2 separate regions of the Mus musculus genome follow, and region 1 is linked to region 2. A link is a contact called in public Hi-C data. All regions are on one chromosome and are shown on one strand. The core of a region is the stretch at or near the end of the contact, and the rest is flanking DNA. Distances in the headings are between cores, read along the strand shown.

The links. Hi-C and Micro-C count contacts between places; a contact is called where the count stands out from the background.
Region 1: a Hi-C map of regulatory T cells shows a contact between it and region 2, with 1.5 times the contacts expected there. The contact joins two enhancer-like sites. A contact is called at or near these places in 1 of 15 datasets of contacts at CTCF or cohesin (pro-B cells), 7 of 484 Hi-C or Micro-C datasets (double positive thymocytes, embryonic stem cells, liver and 4 more), 5 of 115 datasets of contacts at active chromatin or transcription factors (astrocytes, embryonic stem cells, fibro-adipogenic progenitors and 2 more) and 1 of 9 other capture datasets (liver).

Annotation. Positions count from the first base shown.
Region 1 is chr9:118,819,615-118,823,414 of GRCm38.p6, forward strand. All of the region lies in intron 18 of Itga9 (integrin alpha 9), which reads left to right. Among named protein-coding and RNA genes, the nearest start is that of Gm39454, 29 kb to the right of the region's middle. Within about 2 kb of position 2,182, at least 69 of the 459 cell types and tissues checked have an H3K27ac peak or open chromatin away from gene starts, as enhancers often do. A contact at or near this core is called in double positive thymocytes and regulatory T cells, where this site is marked.
Region 2 is chr9:118,714,603-118,718,763 of GRCm38.p6, forward strand. The region is part of intron 15 of Itga9 (integrin alpha 9); the gene reads left to right. Among named protein-coding and RNA genes, the nearest start is that of Itga9, 110 kb to the left of the region's middle. Within about 2 kb of position 1,464, at least 59 of the 459 cell types and tissues checked have an H3K27ac peak or open chromatin away from gene starts, as enhancers often do. A contact at or near this core is called in double positive thymocytes and regulatory T cells, where this site is marked.

The DNA.
Region 1 (3,800 bases), core at 932-3,431, 110 kb after region 2:
TTAAGGTGTGAGATGTATACACAGAATAGACATAAGCTCTGTGGCCACCTCCTCACAAACCCAGTGGAGGATGGGTTTGAAGAAGTGTCTAGGAGTTGTGACTATGGTGAACAGAACAGGCTTGGGGACCCGGGAAAGGTGCCCTGGGAGATGTTCAGGAAAAAGGGGCACTGAGATGAGGAGGGATAAGGGCCGCTGTAGAGAGGGTGGCACAGTAGGTGAGCGAGGGGAGCTGAGACATGGCTGGTGTGTTCGGCAGGGGCCAAACAACATAGGCCTTAGGCGAACACAGTGAAGTGTCCACAGATAAATGGAGGAAGGTGTCGTGTGTGGGTAACAACCTTCATTTTGTCTGAATGTTGGATCCTATCATATTCTTACAAAAATGCCTTCAAAATGTCCTAGGAAATATTTATTATAAAATCCTGGTCCAACTATTAGCTCTGAACAAGGAATGGGAAAAAAAACCAAAAACTAAAAGAAAAGAAAACAACACTAAGACATCGTCTATAGAGGTCTTCAAATGGAGGCCAGGGGGGATATCATCAGAAAATGAACATTAACTATTAAATGAATCCAAGCTTTAAATCTAACCTTTGTCATAACAGAACACATGTTCTATCCAAGCTGAGAGAAGTCTAAAAGGTCACATCTCACAGAAGGAACAGCCACTCATAAAGGGAACGGTCTAGTGTGATCACAGCGCCACAGTTGGGTCAAAGTTCCATCCTCCTTTGAGGAACCCGAGTCTACATAGCCTTTTCGTATTGATTATTGAGGACTGATGTGGAAGAGCCTGTCTCACTGTGAGCAGTGCCAGTCCTGGGCAGTGGTCCTGGGTAGGATAGAAAAACAGGCTGATTACTTCTCTCTCTCCCTCTCTCTCTGTCACTCACACACACACACACACACACACACACACACACACACATTTATTTTTTCTTTTGATGGGAGGATTTGAGCTGGGGGAGAGGGAGGGGAACTACAGGCAGGCTGTAATGTATGAGAGAGGAAAAAAAGTTGAGAGAGAGAGCGATATGGCTGATACTCCAGGGGAAGCCGGCCAGTAAGCAGCCCTCCTCTGTGGCTTCAGTTCCTGCCTCCGGGTTCCTGCCTGGCTTCAGTTCCTGCTCTGACTTCCTTAGGTTATAGACTATGATGTGGAAATGTGAGCTGAAATTAATTCTTTCCTCCCTATCCTGGTGTTTATCACAGCCATAGAAATTCTAAGACAGGCAGGCACCACCAGGTCTGGCTCATGCTAAAAATTTTTAAAGAGGAAAAAAAATCTTTTTCACATAGTTTTATTTGCTTCAAATAAAAATAAAGACGTGCTCCAGTAGTTTACAAATATTAAGGGGGCGATTTCCTGACAAACTCCCTTCCGTTCAAGTGGCCTCTCCCTGACACAGCACACCTTCCCAGGCGCCACATCTGTAGAGCCACTGTACTGTAAGAGCTGATAGTCACGACTTACAAATTAAGCACCATGGTTTAAAGCACAACCTTAGCTATCATTTGTCTTTAGAAACAGCATCTCAGTCCCTGGTCACATTCAGCAACTGATGGCCTGAGGGCACAGGCCACCACCAAGCCCTCCTCGGACTTAGATTTGCCCACAGAGCCTTCTGGAGGGCTGCAGAGGTTCCTGTTACATTCATGCCTTCACATCTGCTCAGAAGTATTCTAGTGAGTACCCCAAAATGCTTTTGCTCGGAGCATCTTGACCTTTCCTTCTGACACAGAGGAAGCGGGTGTCAGTGCTGCAGCAGCCCAGCTGCTCCAGGCACCATTCCTACCTAGCTCTGTCGCGTACTTGCAGAGGCCCCAGAACAGTGAGGTACTTGCACCTGCTTTAGCTCTTTTTGTTCCGAACAATAGAAGAGCCAATCTCCCCTCCTACTGAGTGAACAGAGAAATTGTTGTTCTTCAAAGTGAAAGTCTGAGGTTCGCTTGCCCCCCACCCCCACCCCATGTTTCCTGTTGGACCTCTGAGCTTTCTTGCGATGTGTCCTGTTTTGGCTCCATGTTCAGACAAGTCTGTCCCCTTAGGGTACCGAGATCATAGCCAGGTCACCATGAAGAAGTGCTTTGATTTCACGAAGTTCTAGTAGAAGGAAGTTTCAGAGTCTCCCTGGGATGATTGACATAATAAGCCTGGTCACATGGTCCTGGGTTAGCAGGCTGCGAATGAGATCAAGCACCCCTAGGCTAGTGGGCGGAGCATGGTGGGCTGGGTGTCTGCCGCAGCATCTTTGTCCCATTTACCAGGGAAGAAATTAGACCTCAGAGCTGGCGACACAGCTAAGTCTCACAGCCAGTAGCAGCCGAGCTGGTCCCTTCTGCTGCCCCTGCTCTGCATGTCGGTAAAGGAAGACTTTGTGTCCACCCAGCCCGCACCCAGCCCGCACCCAGCCCGCACCTCAGTGCTGTACCATGTCAGTGCCTGCCCAGCCCTGCCCTACCTGACCATCAGCTTTGGAAGTGATAGGAAAGGAGCAAGGGCCGCCACGGGCAGGAGAGACAACGTCTGCTTCTGCTAAGACAGGAGCCCTGTGAGGAGCTCTGGTCTCCAGACATGGGAGCTGGGGCAATCTGAAAGTTTGCATGGCCTCTCCTCGTCCTGTGCTGCCTGTACATGAGGTTTAAACACTGAGTGCTTTCATGGGGTCAGTATGGAGAGGAGGTGAATGTCTTCTGCTGAGCACACGTTGGGGAGGAGCCCCACCCCCACCCCCCAGGCCCTGCCCTTATCAGAGGACCTGTTGGCAGCTGATGGCTGCTGAGAGAGGGACAGTCACTCTCCTTTGTGGCTGCTAGTAGGTTTCTTATTGATGGCCACAGCCTACACACATGTGAGCAGCACTAAGTAATAGCAAAACAGTACAACTAAAGGCATGGCTCTGGGGGGTGGGAGGGATGTGGTGAGGGGCAGTCGAGGGCCCTGGATGAGGTGGACGGATATGAGCAATACATATTATATAAGGGTGTGGAGCTTAGAATAAAAATATTAGTTTGTTGTTGTTTTGTTTTAATTATCTGCTGGGTTGAGGCCTCCTTCCCTGGAGGCCCTCATCTAGAAGGTTTCAGATGAAGGAACTGCCTTCTGCCTCCAAAGGAAACAGAAGGCAGTGGATGGAGCCACACAGGGAGGAGGAACTCAAAGAGACAGAACCGAAACCCTCTCCTCAGATAAGCAGGCCTTCAGAATGGGGGAGCAGAGACCTCTGGAGTGGGTGGTGCTTTCAGCCCTATTCATGAAGCCATGGCAGGGGAAGAGGCTAGACCTCATGCCAAGGAAAGCTCTCACTGGTTTTCCCAAAAGGCCTGTAGAGCTTTTCTGATGAAGGAGCTGACGGTTGGAACCCAGAAATGGACGGATACATCAGTTCATAGCTATGGGTCTCCTGCCAACTGTAGAGACCTTGGTCTCTCCACACACGGTCACACCACAGTTTCCTCTGGGCCTAAAGATGAGCCAGGCAGTTGGGACACCGACCTGGTCCTTCACCTAGACCAGGGTCTGTTCCATGGACTCAAACGTACTTGAAGTGGTGTCTGGCAGGTGACACTCTGAGCCTCAGGCAACTCTGCAGCCTCCACAGTGCCAAAGTGGAAGGAGGCTGCACAGTGGTGCCATAGGCAGCATATTCACTGCCAAGACGGCCTTAGAAGGCAGACCTGGCCAGAACATGCACAAGGTATGGAGCCAAGCTAGGCTAGACTGGAATCTTGATTTCAGGCAATTGATCACCACTGTGGCAAGCTGACTGACCCTTTTCTTGAGGCCTCCTTTTCTT
Region 2 (4,161 bases), core at 214-2,713:
CATGGGAACAGCGAGTGTCTGGGAATCCCCTCAGTGGCAGCTTCAGGCAGGTGCGCTCCCTGCCTCTCCTCAGCCTTTGTCAGTCTGGACTTTGTTCAGTAACAAAGACCCAGGTGGCATTGTGTGGTTGCCTGGTTGCCTGCTCTCTGTGGCATCTGCCTCCTCTACTTTACCCTGCCTGGGAAACAAGGGGGGTGACTCCAGGTGTTTTAGGAAAGGGTTCAAAGCTTTGTCACCTTAAAGAGAAACCAAGTCATTACCTGAGGGGAAGGCTTGTTGCTTGGCGTGGTACTGGCAGCTGAGACCCTTGATTTAAGTGAAGGGAGGTGCTAAGGATGGAGTAAGCAGTTTGTTCCACTATGGAATCTGAGAGTGGCATTGTATAATATAGTTGTGTATGTCCTGTGTACATGTGTGTGTATACATACGTAATTATAGCTTTACCGGTAGTCTACGTAAAAGTTAAATAGTCACCTTTGGCCTGACAAAGGTCACTCCATAGGTGACTTAAATAACATTTGCTTGCTCACAGTTTGGGGATCAGAAGTTCTAGCACACACACACACACACACACACACACACACACACACAGGCTTGGTTTCTTCTGACGTCTCTCTTCTTGACTTGCTGTGACCACTGTCTTGAGCATTGCTTTTCCTCTATTTAGACACACCTGCCATCCCTGCACATGTCCAAATTCTGCTTCATAATAGGACAGCAGTCACGTTGTTTTAGGGACCACCCTAATGGCCTCGCTTCTCATGACCCTTTAAAAGCCTCATGTGCAAATACAGGCATGTTCTTAGGTAGAGCACAGTTCATCACACAACAGCATTCTGCTGTTTGCTTCACGAGATGCAAAACATTTCAGCCTATAGTATAAAAACTATGACAGATGTTTCCATTTTGTCCTTGGTCTTTGATATATGGCGAATATTTTAGCCACATTTTATATGCTCACTAGGTACAAGTGCATGGTGAGACATGTGACACATTGGACGGTGCAAGTCTAGAGCCATATCTGGGATATAGAATAGTTATGAACAGGCCTGAGTGGACTCACACACACACAAGGATCTCTAGAGTCAACCATTAGACCCTCCCCGGAGGACTGAGGCTACACTGATCTTAGAAAGCTGGTCTTCGCCCCTGGGCAAGTTGGGAAGGATGGTTCTGGAACTGGGGATTTTGGAGCCTGAATTCCATGAGCAAGGTCACGAGGGTCTGAAAACCTTTTAGCGTCACAGCGACTGCCATCTACTCCTTGAAGAGACCCACACCCTTGAGTCATTGTGGCATCTTACCCAGCGGGTGCGTCAAGGCAGTGCATTCTGCCTTGGCTTTTGGATGACATCACAGGAACCCCCACGTGAGCACATAGAGAAATCTCTTATGTTTGACTCCCTCTCAGACTCCAGGGCAAGCCTTGTAGGGGTTTCTCCGAGAGCTCTTTTTAACTCACTCGAGGGTTGGAGGGAGCCAGGGGAGAACGGAAGACCTGAGCGTATTGCTGAGCGAGCACTTCCTGTGTTGAAGTCAGGGCAGAAACATTTCCTGTGTGCTGCAGACAATGTTCCTCACCTGGCTGCAATGCCTGGGAACTGCAGCACCTGCATTCCCTCAGCCCCTCTGCCTGCAGCTGCTTGGCATTCCTCCTAGTCTCAGAGCAGAACCACAAACAGGGTGCTGGGACCCATGGCAGACATCTCTCAGCTTGGGCCATCTGGCTATAGAGGGACATTACTGTTCAGTACTGGACTACATCCACAACCCAGGGGCCCTTCCTTCAGCTATGTGGCCACACCCTCCTCTCCTAGCCGTGCCCCTGAGCAGCCACAGATGGTCTGTCCTCTCACCACCCCTACTTCCTGTTTCCCCAACCTCAGTATCCTGAGTGTCTCTGGGTCACTAGTTATTCCATTACTGAATTCATCTGTACCTGCTATTTATAATTCGTTTCTTCCTTTGTTCTTGCCTCCCGATGAGAAAATAAAGGAGAAGGGTTTCATATAAACTGATTTTGTTCTTTGTCACCAGTGGTTGGGAAGATGCTCATGACAGGAACATGCTATGCCACTTCCCTTTCTCCCTGCTTACCAGTCCCCTAGCCTTGATGGGATATAATCCTGTCGCTCAGAACAGCTAGTTCTGAGTCTTCTGATGTTTTGGCAGCTACATGTTGGTATGGATGAAACAGTGATCTTTGTTCGTGAGGCCTCCACTTTCCCCGGGCTCGATACCCTCTTTAACTGTCAACTTGACATTGCCTAGAGTCATCAGAAAGGAGATCCTCCATTAAGGAATTGTCTAGAATAGATGGGCTTGTCAGCGTGTCTGCAGGTGATTGTCTTGATTGTTAATTGATGGGCCCGGCCCACTGTGGGCAGAACCATTCCCTAGGCTGTTCTAAGAAAACTAGCTAAGTATGAGGCTGCTTATTCTGGAGCCAGCAAGAAGTTTTCCCCCACGGTTTCTGTTCTGCTTCCTTGGCTGTGAGCGAGCTCCCTAGTCTGAGAGAATGTTGTGTGCAAGGGCAAGCAGGCCTGCCTTCAAGTCCCTGCTTGAGTTCCTGTCCTGTCTTCTGTCAGTGATGGGCTGTGACCTGCAAGCTGAAACAAACCTCTCGCCCTTCTAACTCACTTTTAGTCGTGGTATTTGTCACAGCGACAGAAACTAAAACAACTTTCCATCAGTCTTGTTAGAGACAGGTTGGGATGGACTAAATGTATCCTCACCTGATTGATGGATGAGCCCAAAATTCCAAAAACTTGGATTATAACCAAAGTAGTACTGGAAAGAAGTATAGAGGGATTCAACAAGACTTGCAGTAATTTTATCAACAGGAAAGCTGTAAAGAGCACCAGGAAGGCTTTAAGATGGTTGGCACTCGCCACAATCACATTTGTCTCTGTTTCCCCAGCACCAAGCTCAGTAATTGACATTGACTAACTGCCCAATAAATGTTCACTGAATGTTCAAAGATGTTGGACAGTGTCCAAGACGAGCATATGCTTAAGATATTCTTCTAAAAGTTGTACAGCCCTAGCTATTACATTAGGTCAGTGATCTATTTTGAGTTAATTTTTGTGTGTTGTCCAAGAAATTCTTGAACAGCTGTGGTTCGGCATCATGAGCAGACATCAGCCTGTGGGATTATGCAGCCTAAGGGTCACCTTTGAACACTTGATCACCCAAGTGCACCTACATTTTAAGGCTGGCACTAAAGGGGGCAGCTGGAAACTTACCCTGTCTCCTAAATTTGGGACTGTAAGAATGAAGTCTCAGACTGAAGCCATGTATTTAATTTAAGTGACCCTTTATAGGGGGTTGTGGTACTGGGTTTATACCAGGCTTCAGTCTGAGACTACTGCAGGTCCTCCAAATTCTGTGTGTGCCAGCTCCTAACCACTTAGTCTCTGGTGTTAAATGTTCAAGTCCCTTCTCTTTCTATTATTCTCTTACTTCAGGGTCATCTTTGGGTGCCTGACTGTCATTTCTAGTGGACAGACTCATTGTAACTTATGTTCCAGCTACCAATGTCCCCTCAGATACCAGCTTATTGTCCCCTAAATATACCATGCAGATCTGAAGCTCTCAGTGGAATCTTGGACAGGCTTCGGACACCATTGCTGCCAGCACCTGATGTTTTTGTCATCCTGAGAAGCAGCAAGAGTTTACCAGACACTCTTGTTTACAGACAATATTCCTTTATAAGACTCAACTTCTGGCTTTAATTACTTGGTAACACCAAGGGCTGGTATCTTGTACACCAGCATTTTAGAAATAGACGATAAGATGAGTTTCTTACTTTTCTTGTTGCTACGGCATAATGCCTGACAAAAATCAATTTGAGGAGGTCTTATTTTGCCCAATCATTGGATGGGAGGCAATCTATCACGTAGGGGAGGCTGGCAACAAGTGACTTTGCAGCAGCAGGAGTATGAGGCAGAGACAGCTCACCTTAGGTCATGACTGAGCAGGAAGCAGAGAAAGGACAGGAAGTAAGACTGGGCAATAAAGCATCAAGATCCACCCTCCATGACCCACATTCTCCAGTGAGGTTCAACTTCCTAAAGGTTTCACAGCCTTCTGGGTTAATGCCACAGCTGGGGACCAAGTATTCACACACTCCAACCAGTGGGGGTGGGGTGGTATTGCACA